Regions from separate parts of the Mus musculus genome. Here regions 1 and 2 are each linked to region 3. Evidence: chromatin contacts called from public promoter capture Hi-C data. All regions are on one chromosome and are shown on one strand. The core of a region is the stretch at or near the end of the contact, and the rest is flanking DNA. Distances in the headings are between cores, read along the strand shown.

Region 1 (4,030 bases), core at 1,528-4,027, 4.4 Mb before region 3:
TGAATCTCCCTCTCTCCCTCTCTCCTTCCTCTGGCTGGTGGGTGCGACTGTCTTTTCTACCCAGCCACTGGGTGATCAGCATTTATTGACAAGGCACAGAATAAGAACTGTTTTACACACAAACCTGAGACAGGAGATTCTTGGTATAAGCATTACAATGCTGTGTCTGGACTGAAACAAGGTATGAGGGCAGAGAAATCAGCATTTGATTAACACAGTGTATAAAAACATTATGCCTACAGTTTTATCCTTTTTAAAAAATTTTTATGCTGTACAATGTCCTTTCAGGGTCATAGTTCAGCTCCTGTCACTGTGGTCTTTAGAAGACGAGTTGGGTTCCTAGCACCCACTCGCAACTAACAACTGTCTGGTATTTCAGTTCCAGAATTTGGTGCCCTCTTCTGGTCTCTGAGGGAACTGCATGTAAGCAAAACCCATCACACATAAAAGAAAGTTGGTTTTTTTTTTTTTTTGAATTGCTACTTGCTTCTCAGTAGAAACAAGAGCTAGAAAACATCAGAATGATCTACTGAAAAAGTACTGAAAAACAACTCTTTAGTGAAACAACTCTTTCTCATTTCTTGTAGGATAAACTCTAAGGACCTCAGCTTTCCTAACACATTGCTTCAAATCTAGCCACTGTCTGCTCCATCAACATTACTATAATTGCTTAATGTCTTTAGACTTGGTAACTCCCTCCCAAGCCCTTCTTTTTGCTCAAATAGTCTTACTACACATTTCCCTCTCATTGTGGCTTAATGCCCATCTGTCCCTACATACAACTGTTGATATGGTTAGCACAGAAATAATACAGGTTGGTTTAAATCTCAATATCTGACACTGGTGTGGACTCAAGATCTGCAGTGCCTATTTTAGCACCTTCCATACAAGGTAGACTCTTTCCTATAACAGCATAACTATACTAAATCCAGAAGTTAAGTTTATTTAGTAGGGCCCACTAATGTTTACACTTCAATATCAAGTCTGTGATAACTTCTTGATAGCAGATAGGTAGGATTTTCTTCCTCCTAAACATTACTGTATGATAGGGACACTAAACTAGGTCATTCTAACTATATAAGCTGTCAATAGCTTACTGGGAAAGGTCTTAAGATATGGAGGATTCTTATTTCCTTTATTACCCCAAATATCCTCCTTTGGAGTTAATGGGGGTCAGCTGCCTGTATGTTTTTGCTTTTGAGATAGCATCTCTCTATGTAGCCTTGACTGTCCTAGGATTTGCTACATAAACCAGGGTGGCCTTGAACTTGCAGAACTTGAACCTGTCTCTGCATATATATATATATATATATATATTTGTCTTTTTGTTTTTTGAGACAGGGTTTCTCTGGGTAGCCCTGGCTGTCCTGGAACTCACACTCAATCTGTAGACCAGGCTGGCCTCGATCCACCTGCTTCTGCATGCATCACCCCCTTCTCTTCGGTATGTATGTTTTTAAATATATAATTTGCATTACTTACTTTTGATACTAACAATAGGCAGAGTATCCTTTCCCCAGTTTTATGTTCTACTTTTCTCAACTAAACTCAGGATTAAAAGGGGCTACAGGTAACTTGTATTTTACCTAGGGCAGGCCACCCATGTATTTATTAACATGCAATTAAGTTAAAAGCAGAAAACAACTTTTTAGGATTTACAGGTAGGGCTTGTAGTATAGCTAAAGGAAGGGGCTGAGATTCAGTGATTAAGAGCGCTGGTCTTCCAAGGGGCCTGAGTTTGATTCCCAGCACCCACAGGGTGGTTCAAAACCATCTGTAACTCCAGTTCCAGAAGATCCTATACCCTCATTTGACCTCCATGGGCAGCAAAATTATACACAAGTATAACACAAGTACACCAAACACTCGAACACACAAAGAATAAAAATGAATTTTTAAAAGATGAAAGGAAGCTGTATTAATTCCTCGATTGTTGAGGATGATGTGCTAGGCACGAGGTGGGCGTGGGTGAAACAGTTCTTTTAATAGACTTTGCAATCTAGGTATATGGGTGCAGCTACGCTGGAGGCAAAAACTCGTGTTTCCATAAAATTACCTAACCTAGAATGTTTCTTTTAGGTGCCACACCCACACTAAGCAACAAAGGTGATTGGGAAATAGTGAGGCAGGTTATGAGTCGCTGTAAGGCAAGTTAGGAAGGAGAGCCGATTTATTGATGCCTTCCTTGGCAGGTGGCTGGGACTGTGCCACTGCCATACTCACCCCTAGGGCAGAAGTAACTGTCCTTTTCACAGGACTGGAAGCCGGGAATGAAGGCTACCCACGCGCCAGGGCACTCGGAAGTTGCTCGCAAAGCTTATTTTGGTTGTGGTTTTCATTAACAAACATCTTACATTTTTCCCCCGAGGCTTCATTTTCTTTGTCGCTCCCTGTCCCTAAGATCTGCAGCTGGTCGGCCCTTTCAGATGCAGGCACCAGAGTAGTCTGGGTTGAACTCGGGACCGCTGTTCGACATTAATGAGCGATTTAAAATGAATGACAGGTTTTAGTAGCAGTGGGAGAGGCGGAAAGTAAGCAGCCACCGAGGAGGCTAGGGGAGAACAGGGCGGTGGGGCCCGGCGCTCCTCACCTTCTGTCCAAAGGCCGCGCAGTCTCAGCTCAGGGACCACTCAGGGCCCGCGCTTGATTGACAAGCCCGCTCGCCCAATCCCGGAGCGGCGCATTCCGCTGAAGCGTCAGGGGCGGGCGCAGGAGGCGATGGAGCCTATTAGATTGGGCGTGGAGCGGGTTTCCTGCCCGCAACGGTCCGCCCACCGGTTGCGCGCGCCCCGCCCCTCTCCGAGAGCTACGCGGCGGCGCAGCACAGGCCTCGTGCGGTAACGGCATCCGGGCAGCCGCGGTGGCGTCCCGGTGCGGTCCTCAGGTGACTGGAGCCGAGGGCTCGGCGGAGGGAAGGTGAGACGGCCTCGCTCGCGTGCGGACACACGCACAGTCCTTTCGGTCTCCCGGTCGGTCCGCTCTGCCTGCTAGTCTCTAGTCGCTTCCTCTTTCCCCGGCGAAGTTGGCCCGGGGGCGCCGTCTGCTGGCGGCGGAGCGGAGCGGAGGGGGCGGGGAGGCCGCTCGGCGGAGCTCGGGTGTCCGCGGTGCAGCCCGGTGACCCCGCGGCCTCTGGCCTGAGCTGCGAGCGCCGGTCGGGGAGGCGGGCAGGCAAGTGTGCGGCGCGCTGCCTCGGCGGTTCTCCGCAGAAAGCCCTGTCGGCGGTCTGTGTCGGTGTCCGAGGCCGGGACGGTAGGCTGGCAGGAAGGGCGCTCTCACCTCCAGCCGCCAGCCTGAGGAAGCCGAGAGGGGGGACATCCTCGGGGCGCGCCCTCCCCTCCCCCTCCCGTTCCGGAGCAGGAGAGATGTGGGTGTCCGGGGGCTGTTGAGGTGGGGTTGGTCCAGGAAAAGCAGTCCTCTGGGTTGGTTTCGTACTGTTGTCGTACGGGTTTCCGTGCTAGGTCGGTTCAGTGTTAACAGCTGGGTTGGAAGGAAGCTGGTTTTTTGTTCAGGGTTGAGGACCGTAACATGACCGGTTAACGTCGAGCCGAGCTGAAGTCACCCGAAGAAAAATACTGCCCTTAGTTAGGAAAGAATTCACAGGAGTTAGGAAAGAACGAGATGAAGAAAACTTCCTGACCCCATCTTGGGTGGGGAGCAGTGAGAATCCAGGGTTCGGCCAAAAAAACGGGTCAAGTTTTGCAAGAAGCGTTCCATTTTCAAAAGCTTTGGTAGCTTGATGATGATCAATCAGCCTTAACGGTTTCTTAAGCACCTGGAAATCAATTGTGTGCTTTCAGCCTTTAGCGACGTCACAACATGAACAGAGAAATAGTCCAAGGAGAAAGTTTTGATTGATCATTTTCAGTCTTGTTTTTAAATAGATATTCTCTTCACATCGTGATAGTTAAGTCAAAGCGTATGCGTTGGTTGATTAGTACTTTTTTTTCATCGTGGCCACATGTGGTGCTTTCTCTGGGAAAACTTCTGTAGGAATTGGCTAGAGTAACTAAAGCGTACATTGTGTTGATGT
Region 2 (4,033 bases), core at 1,263-3,762, 3.4 Mb before region 3:
GATGAAAAATGATATGGAAGTGTAAGCTAAATAAACTCTTTTCTCCTCAAGTTGCTTTGGTCATGGTGTTTCATTGTAGCAATAGAAACCCTAACTATGACAATTGTCATTTTTTAGGAGTTCTGGAGCATTGTCCTTTGGGCCTAACATGGCCCTTGCTGTCTTACAACTATCATAGCTTTAGTTACCCACAGCAGACCCTCAACAAAAGTGTGCCCACTGACCTTCCCTTATAGAGGGGAGAGAGGGCTCAAGAAGTGCTCAAGACAGTGCAGAAGTGTCTCACAAGGCTGGTCCATGAGTAAATAGAAACAGTTAACAAGTGTTAAGAGTGTTGTGAGTAAATTGTCCTCTGAGCCAAGCATTTGACATCTAGGCATTATTCTGTGCCAGCTTGTAATAGATCATCCCAGCTGGGATGTTGAGGACTCTTTCTCTCTTTCTCTCTCTCTCTCTCTCTCTCTCTCTCTCTCTCTCTCTCTCACACACACACACACACAGACCGGGATGGGCACAGAGAGAGGCAGTCAGAAAGACAGAAAGTTAATTGCCAAAGGGAAATCCTCAACTAATAAAATGGTGGACACATGTTCCAGCCTCAAGATGGATAATCCAGCATGATGTTCTATTTATTTCTCAGAGGCCCTTGAAGAATATAGAATGATCTCAATAGCAAACTCTTATATAGATTTTGTTCCACCCCCCTCCTTTTAGATTCACCAATTATGTTCCCTGGAAGTACTTCCCAAATAACCTGCCTATACTTCTATCTTGTCCCAGGCTGAAACAAAGCAAAAAGTGGTTATTCAACAAACATTTAATACATGCCTATGGTAGGCATTAAGATAAAAAAAAAACCAAGATGATAAAATTTTTGTAGTCTCCCTGAAATGACTAGTATAAAGTTACTTTTCCCAAACCTCTATAATCAACACACACACATACACAAACACACATATATAAAGCAATATATTGTTAGAGATATTATGTTACAGGAACATACTGATGCCTGAAATTAAGGAATCATGATGCAGGCTGGGGAGATGTTTCAAAATGTAAAACCTCTTGCCACTAAATCTGATGATTTGACTCTGATCCTTGGACCTCTAAGATGAAACGAGAGAACCTGCTTCCTAAGCTGTCCTCTGGCCAGGACATGTGTGAATCCACATACACACACACACACACACACACACACAATAAATAAATAAATGAAAAATCATTTTAAAGAAAATATATGGAGTTGGGAGAGTCACCTAGTTCTTCCTCGAGGGAGGGGTTTCCTAGAAGATGTATTGCCCGAGTTTCTGGGTGAGGTATAGCTCACACATATAGAGACTATTGTACAATTGTCAATGCTTTTGTGTGCTATATACAATTACAATTTGCCTGGTTGTAGCAGGCATACTAGGACGTGATTTTAGGTGTTACATGGGTGGACAGATGAACATTTAAATGTATTTATGAATGGTAATATGTACTAGAATAAAAAAGAATACAACACATTTGATTTCACAGACTTGATTTAGGACAAGGCTAACAATCTTAAATGGGCTCAATCTGGCTTTAAATAAAATTACTGAATGAGTAATAATTCCTGTGTAAAGAGTGGGAAAGACTGTAGTTACAGAGCTTAGGATATACCGCTACAGCACCAGGGTTCTCTTAAACTTCCAGGCTTTCAGAAGTGCAACACTTTGTAAGAGACTTATAAGCAAGGGTGATAAGTGATACAATAAATGTAGACATTAAAGTACAGGAGGAAATGAGAAACAATGGGAGAGATATGCTTTTACTTAAAGAGCACTGGGAGGTGAGTGGAGTTGAGGTAACAACCTGAATTAGGGATGGCTTTACTTTCAGAATATTTTAGTAGGAAACATTCACATAGTTTAATTCTCCATCCCCCATTTGACCTAAAGGCTGGAAATAATTCTAACACACAGACAACGTAAGGCTTTCCACATTCCAGGCATTTTTGTTGTTGTTGTTGTTGTTTATTGGGCCATTTATTCTCATTAGTCCTTATTTTACAGTCGGGAGAAGTGAAATAAATATAAAGAGGCTAAGAACCTTTCCAAAATATTGGCACTAACGAAAAGCAGCTAGGATTAAATCCAGGCGTCCTGGCTGTGGAGAACCCGTTCTTACCAATATACCAGAGTAAGTGGGTCGGGCACGCAACGCTAAATAAAGCAGGTCATAGTTAACTGTTGAAGCGTGAGGCGATTTTCATTGCAGGCAGAAGACCTAGTTTTGAGACCAGTTTCTCCAGCTTTAAGAGGGAGAGAATACTGAAACTAGGGAATGGTGTAGAGTGAGATAATGAATGTGAAAGTGAACTTCAGACTCCGTAGATAGTAACTCCACCTACTAGCGGTTAGGAAAGAAAACCTGTAAACTGAAATTTAAGAGTGCGGACAGCTCGTCGAGCCAGGGTGAGGCTCCGCCCCCCACCCGCGGAAGGTGGGGCAGGCAGGCTTCTGCGCATGCGGAGGCCGCTGCCCGCGCCCACCTCTGACCCCAGCCGAGAGTAGCTGCTGTTTCTGAGAGGACGATTCGTAAGCCGGGGTCCGGCGCGGTTTCCCAATCCCTCGCCCTTCTGCCCAGCCCCTTCGGTGCTCGAGCGACGCCTGGGGCGCGGTCTGTTCTGGGCAGCTTGCCTGGGCTTTCTACAGAGGCTCCGGCTGCAGGTCACATAGGTGGCTGTCGAAAGTGCCGGCCGCGCGCCGGCGCCGGCAGCAGCCGGGTGGGAAGGCTCAAGATGGCGTGCCTGTTGGAGACCCCAATCCGCATGAGCGTCCTCTCGGTGAGTGACCCGCCCGGCGCGGGGCAACCCCGGTCCTGCCCACAGCATTACCCCGGCGCCCTGAGCCTCCCGAGCACCACCCACTGCGGTGGCCTCAGCTGGGATGCACGCGACCCGGGCCGAGTCGGAGGCGTCTCCTACTCGAGAGCTCCCACCGGTGCGGGTTCCCAGGACGGCGGCCGTTCGGCCGGCGGGGAGGTCGGGCTCCAGGCAGCCGGCCCATGGGCGCGGCTTGGGTTTGGCCGAGCCTTCTCCCGTCTTCCTCCCTGCGCTGTTGCTTCTCGGGACGGAGCTCGCTGCCTGCGAGGGTTCAGGACAGGCCTGGAACCTAGAGTCCACTTCGCTCTCCAGGGCTGTGGCTAGAAGAGGTGCGAACTCTTAAGCTGCCACAGCACAGAGCTGCCAGACCAGGGCTGTGCGTCTTCTGTCAAGTCCCTACCACCAGGGCACCTGCCAACACCGCTTGCTTCTTGGCAATGGAGGTTTTCACATCAGCTGCAACTCGCGCTATTGTGTATGGTTATTTAAACCGCTTTGCTGTGCTCTGCTGTTGAGGTCCGGGCTCCGAGACTAGAGAAACTATGTTTCTAATGTCCGGTGTTTGATTTTTCTTTAGGGAGAGCAAAACATTTTAGGAGGGACCAAAAAGTCGGAATGAAAAAGAATAGGTTCCCCCAGTATTTGAAAGAAGGGAACGTATTGATATACCTAGAAGAAATATCAGGGTTTTTTTTTTCTTAAATTAAAAAGAAACAACAAAAAGCAAAGAAGGCGACTTTCGCCTTCCGCTATAATGTCCTTTAAACAAACAAACAAAAACAAAAAACAGGACCAGGAATGAAATGAACAAGAATGAGTGTTGTTGGGAGATAACTCTGGGAGGTTTGACCACAGATTTTAGCAGTTGGACTCCAAATAGAGCCTACCAATGATTCAGTTGTTGTTGGAAGTAAAGAAATAGGCGGGCAAAGAATCATCTTTTAGACCTGTGGAGACTTACCGAGATGGCAGTTGGATTATAGATGGCTTGTCAGATTCCCTATAGTCTTGCAACTCCAACCGGTTTCTTTCCTCTTCCCTGACTCTCACACAAACACACTTTTGTGTTCAAAGGCACTAGGTACATCACTCCAGTCAGGGCTGGTTAGAGCCATGCTGGCTACCCAAAAAGACAGAAGTCACTCTACAGTGCAAAATGCAATTTTGGAAGACGGTCAACAAATC
Region 3 (4,003 bases), core at 14-2,513:
GATGGACTGAGTGGGTGGGCAGTGTTCCGACACAGCTGGCCAGAGAGAGAGCGAGCAGCGCAGTTGCTGCAACTCACCTCCTAGCTCAGATCCCTGAAGGGAACGTCTAGTCTATTTCCTCAAAGTAAATTCTTAAGGCAGTCACTACTTAACTTTTACCCTAGTCGATGTAGGATAGCACAGGGAAAAAAGGGGGGAGCCCAGTGCTGTAAGGAAGAAGTTAAATGGCTCTCATATCCCTTCGCTAATATTTTAAACATTAGAAAATGCTAGTATTTAAAGGAGTAAATAAGAACACTACACTCAATCAACTGCATTGACCACTGTATAGAAATTAGCGCTTTATTAAAATGGGGGTTGGCTGTTAACTAGTATCATCTGAGGTTTAAGGCTTTGCTAACAAAGACCAACCAATGCTTTGGCAGGCTTCTCAAGCCAGAAGATACTTTTTAATGAATTCTCAAAGATGGAAAGAAATAAGGATAACAAAGCTTTCAAAATGTGCTCAGTGTCTCCAATATCCATGGAAGTTAAATGTTAATGTGAGGACCTAGCACTTTTACGAACGCAACCAGTAAGGTGGCTTGGCGGTAAAAGTACTTCTGCCAAGCCTGAAGACCTGAGTTCAATCCTAGGGACCGGGCCAACATGGTGGAAGGAGAAAACCGATGCCCAAGAAAGTTGTCCTCTGACTCCTAAATGTGTGCCATATAGCACGCGAGCACACACAGATACACAAATAATAAATGCAACGAATTGTTTAAATAACACAACCGAAAAAAAAAAACCCACAGTTTTATATTCCATCAAAATCTGAAGAGCTAAAAGGCATAAAAGGTCGACGAGGAAGTGCAGAAAAACCACGCAAATCACTAACCACCTTCTGTCCACATATACACAATCTGCCCGCGCTGCCCCGAGAGTCACCTCGGTTCCACCCAGGTAAAGCTAGAGCGCTGAGTCCCGCGGGACAGGAAGCGAGAGACAGACACCGGGCCACGCCGGCCCGAGCCCCCCAGAGGTGCAGGAAGAGCTAGGGTGCAGTCAGATCCCGAGACCCTCCCGCCGCGCCTAGTCACCTTCTGCGCGCTGGAGCCTCGCACTCGCGCCGTCTGGTCATAGACGTGGCAGCGGATCACCGTGCTGCCCACGTCCAGCCCCAGCACGAAGCGGGAGGGCGGCGAGGCCGACGCGCTCAGTTCCTCTCGCTGCCGCTCTGCACGCTCCTGCTGCCCTGACATCGCGACCCCGAACACTGCAGTCGCCACGGGCCGGCCAGCGCGGAGCTATAAACGCCAGACCCCGGGCGGAGAGCTCGCGGCCCCGCCCCTCCTACACCGCGCCCTGTCCCGCCCCTCGACGAGTTAGGCTCCGCCCCTTCACAAGACCCCGCCCCGCCTCGTTCAGCCCCTTCGGGAAGCCTTGCTACCCCACGCTCCGCCCCTAGCACCGTGACGTCAGGGCAGCGCGCCGAGCAGCTCGTGGGAATTTGGCAAAGATGGCGTTTACCGCAGCGCTGTACTGGATGTCACCGTTCAGCGACCGTTACTTTGAAACTTTTTAGTTCCCTTCTAGCCCAGATTACTTTTTTACGAATATCTGTTAGGAAAAATCAAGTGAGATGAAAAAATTTTAAACTTTTTTTCATGTTCACTTAGTTTTTTGCCTGTATTTATGTGTGTGAGCCACATGTGCCTGATGCATGTAGAAGTCAGAAGAGGACCTCCGACGATTGCAAGCTTCCATGTAGGCAATGATAACCAAACCCCGGTCTTCAGCAAGAGCAACTAGTGCTCTTAACCAGTGAGCCATCTTTCCAGTCCGTGGGAAGACATTCAAAAGTATAGGAGGTTCCTCATGAAGTCTTCCCAGAAAAGCTTGCATGTATTACACAACGATGAATAGATGTCCAAGTTTTGTATGGCACTAAAGGGCCTTTGCCGCGACACAAAGTTTAAATTTCGTGAGAATGTTTTGTGGGTAGCTTATCAGCTTAAAGGAATATTTTCTTGTTTATATTACTCTGTTAGCCTACTTGCTTCCCAGAGATTTGCCAAGTTGGATTTGGGTTGTCACTTGAAGCTTGACTGTGAACACCATATTTATTTTTGTTTGTTTGTGGCTTCTCTTAATAGTCTGTCTCTACACAGCAATGCCTATTTGCACCATCTGGCACAGGTCTGCCCTATATCGTTGGTGACCAATTGGTCATGCATGAATGTGTGTGTGTGTGAGAGAGAGAGAAAGAGAGAGAGAGAGAGACTTTCCAGCGTTGTATGCATGACTAATAGTCCTATGCTGTCCGATTCTCTTGAGAAACTGAAACTGTACAAATACCAGAGGGAAGGCAGAGCCAGAACCTGAGAGCCACAACTGAAGTTTGACCTTGTTCCTCAAGGCAATCTCTTACTAGGACCAAAGGCTCCCTAGGATTCTATATGCTCTTGTCGTGAATAGGCACCAAACTCTGGTCCTCATGTTTGACTGGCAAGCACATTACCTACGGAGCTATCTCTCCCAGTTCCTGAGGGAAAGAAACTTTAAAGAATTGGTTGTAGGTCCAGGCAAGCTTAGAAACTTGTAGGGCCTGCTGGCAGCCTGGAAAAGAAGGCACACTTCCATGCTTACAGTTTTGATTTCCTCCTTCCCGAAGCTTGCCTTTGCCCTTTTCCAAAGCTTGCCTGGTGTTCAACTAATCGGGGGAAGCTCAGTCATGTGTGTGTGTGTGTGTGTGTGTGTGTGTGTGTGTGTGTGATATCTTTACTGGGGATACAGATTTAAATGTCAATCACATCTAAACTACACCTCCCACAGCAATGTACAAGTAACCTAGTCAAGCTTATTCATACAGTTAGCCATTAGTTTCCCTGCTTACAACTAAGAAAAGTTCAGTGTAGGCAGTGTTAACAGTTGGTGTACTTCTCACAGAGGTATTTCTTGGGGGTTTTATACTCTGCGACTTTGTGATCATTTTCGTAAGGTCAAACATCAGCAGTTTCTAAAGTGTGAAAGAGCAGATCTTAAAAAATACTTAGTCTAGAGTTTTTAAAAAGTTTCTCATTTTTGTTTTATTTCTCTTGAGACAGAGTCTGAGTGTACCAGAGGCTGGCCTAGAACTCAAGCCACTCCTCCTGACTTCGCCTCACATTGGAATTATAGCAATGCGCCAACAGGTCAAGCACAGTTTTCCAATTTCAAACAAATTTGAAACCTTGACAAATGCTGTCACCTGAAGAAAACTTGTTTTTTTGCTTGTTTGTTTGTTTTTTAGAATATCATTTATTCTTTGTTAACCTCATAAATACATACAATGTATCTTTTAAAACATTCTTAAGTGTATGAATGTTTTGCCTGTATGTATATATGTACATCACATGTGTGCCTGGTGCTCTGGGAGGTCAGACGAGGGCATCAAAGCCTCTGGGACTGGAGTTATAGATGGTTGTCAACTGCCATGGGAGTGCTGGGAATAGAACCCAGGACCTCTGCACAGGCAATAAGGACTCTTAGCCTCTGAGCCAACTCTCCACCTCCAACAATTTATCTTGGTCGTATTCACCCTCAATCTTCCCTTCCTACTTCCCCTGGACACCTTGAAACATGTCCCCACTGCCCTCCCCAACCCAGTGGGTCCAATCCAATTAGTGCTGCCGCTGGACTATTAACTTGATGTTGTGCAAGTCAATCGCCAGCCGCAGTGAGGTCATAGGGGCAAAAGCCATGCCAGGTCCAAGAGGCAGCATTTCACAGCACGCCTACCTGTTCTCCCAATCCTCACACTCCTGCATTGTTTCTGCTGCTCTTTTTCATGGAGTACCTGAGCCTGGGGAGAAAGGGCTGAGCACAACAGTCACTTTTCAGTTTAAAAAAAAAAACAAAAAAACAGCCGGGCGTGGTGGAGCACGCCTTTAATCCCAGGACTGGGGAGGAAGAGGCAGGCAGATTTCTGAATTCAAGGCCAGCCTGGTCTACAGAGTGAGTTCCAGGACAGCCAGAGCTATAC

What was found. Promoter capture Hi-C pulls out the DNA fragments that hold promoters and counts their contacts.
Region 1: a promoter capture Hi-C map of pre-B cells shows a contact between it and region 3, with 3 times the contacts expected there. The contact joins the promoter of Nck1 here to the promoter of Gk5 in region 3. A contact is called at or near these places in 2 of 39 promoter capture datasets (erythroid cells and pre-B cells).
Region 2: a promoter capture Hi-C map of pre-B cells shows a contact between it and region 3, with 3 times the contacts expected there. The contact joins the promoter of Armc8 here to the promoter of Gk5 in region 3. A contact is called at or near these places in 2 of 39 promoter capture datasets (erythroid cells and pre-B cells).

Annotation. Positions count from the first base shown.
Region 1 is chr9:100,544,881-100,548,910 of GRCm38.p6, reverse strand. It overlaps Nck1 (non-catalytic region of tyrosine kinase adaptor protein 1), which reads left to right and starts at 2,777. Exons shown (of 4, transcript NM_010878.3): 1 at 2,777-2,916. It overlaps Gm46139 (synapsin-1-like), which reads right to left. Exons shown (of 2, transcript XM_017313741.1): 2 at 1-3,454. The coding sequence ends at 2,807.
Region 2 is chr9:99,567,378-99,571,410 of GRCm38.p6, reverse strand. It overlaps Armc8 (armadillo repeat containing 8), which reads left to right and starts at 2,512. Exons shown (of 22, transcript NM_028768.3): 1 at 2,512-2,809. The coding sequence starts at 2,765.
Region 3 is chr9:96,116,689-96,120,691 of GRCm38.p6, reverse strand. Gk5 (glycerol kinase 5 (putative)) reads right to left here and starts at 1,263. Exons shown (of 16, transcript NM_001368879.1): 1 at 1,080-1,263. The coding sequence starts at 1,241.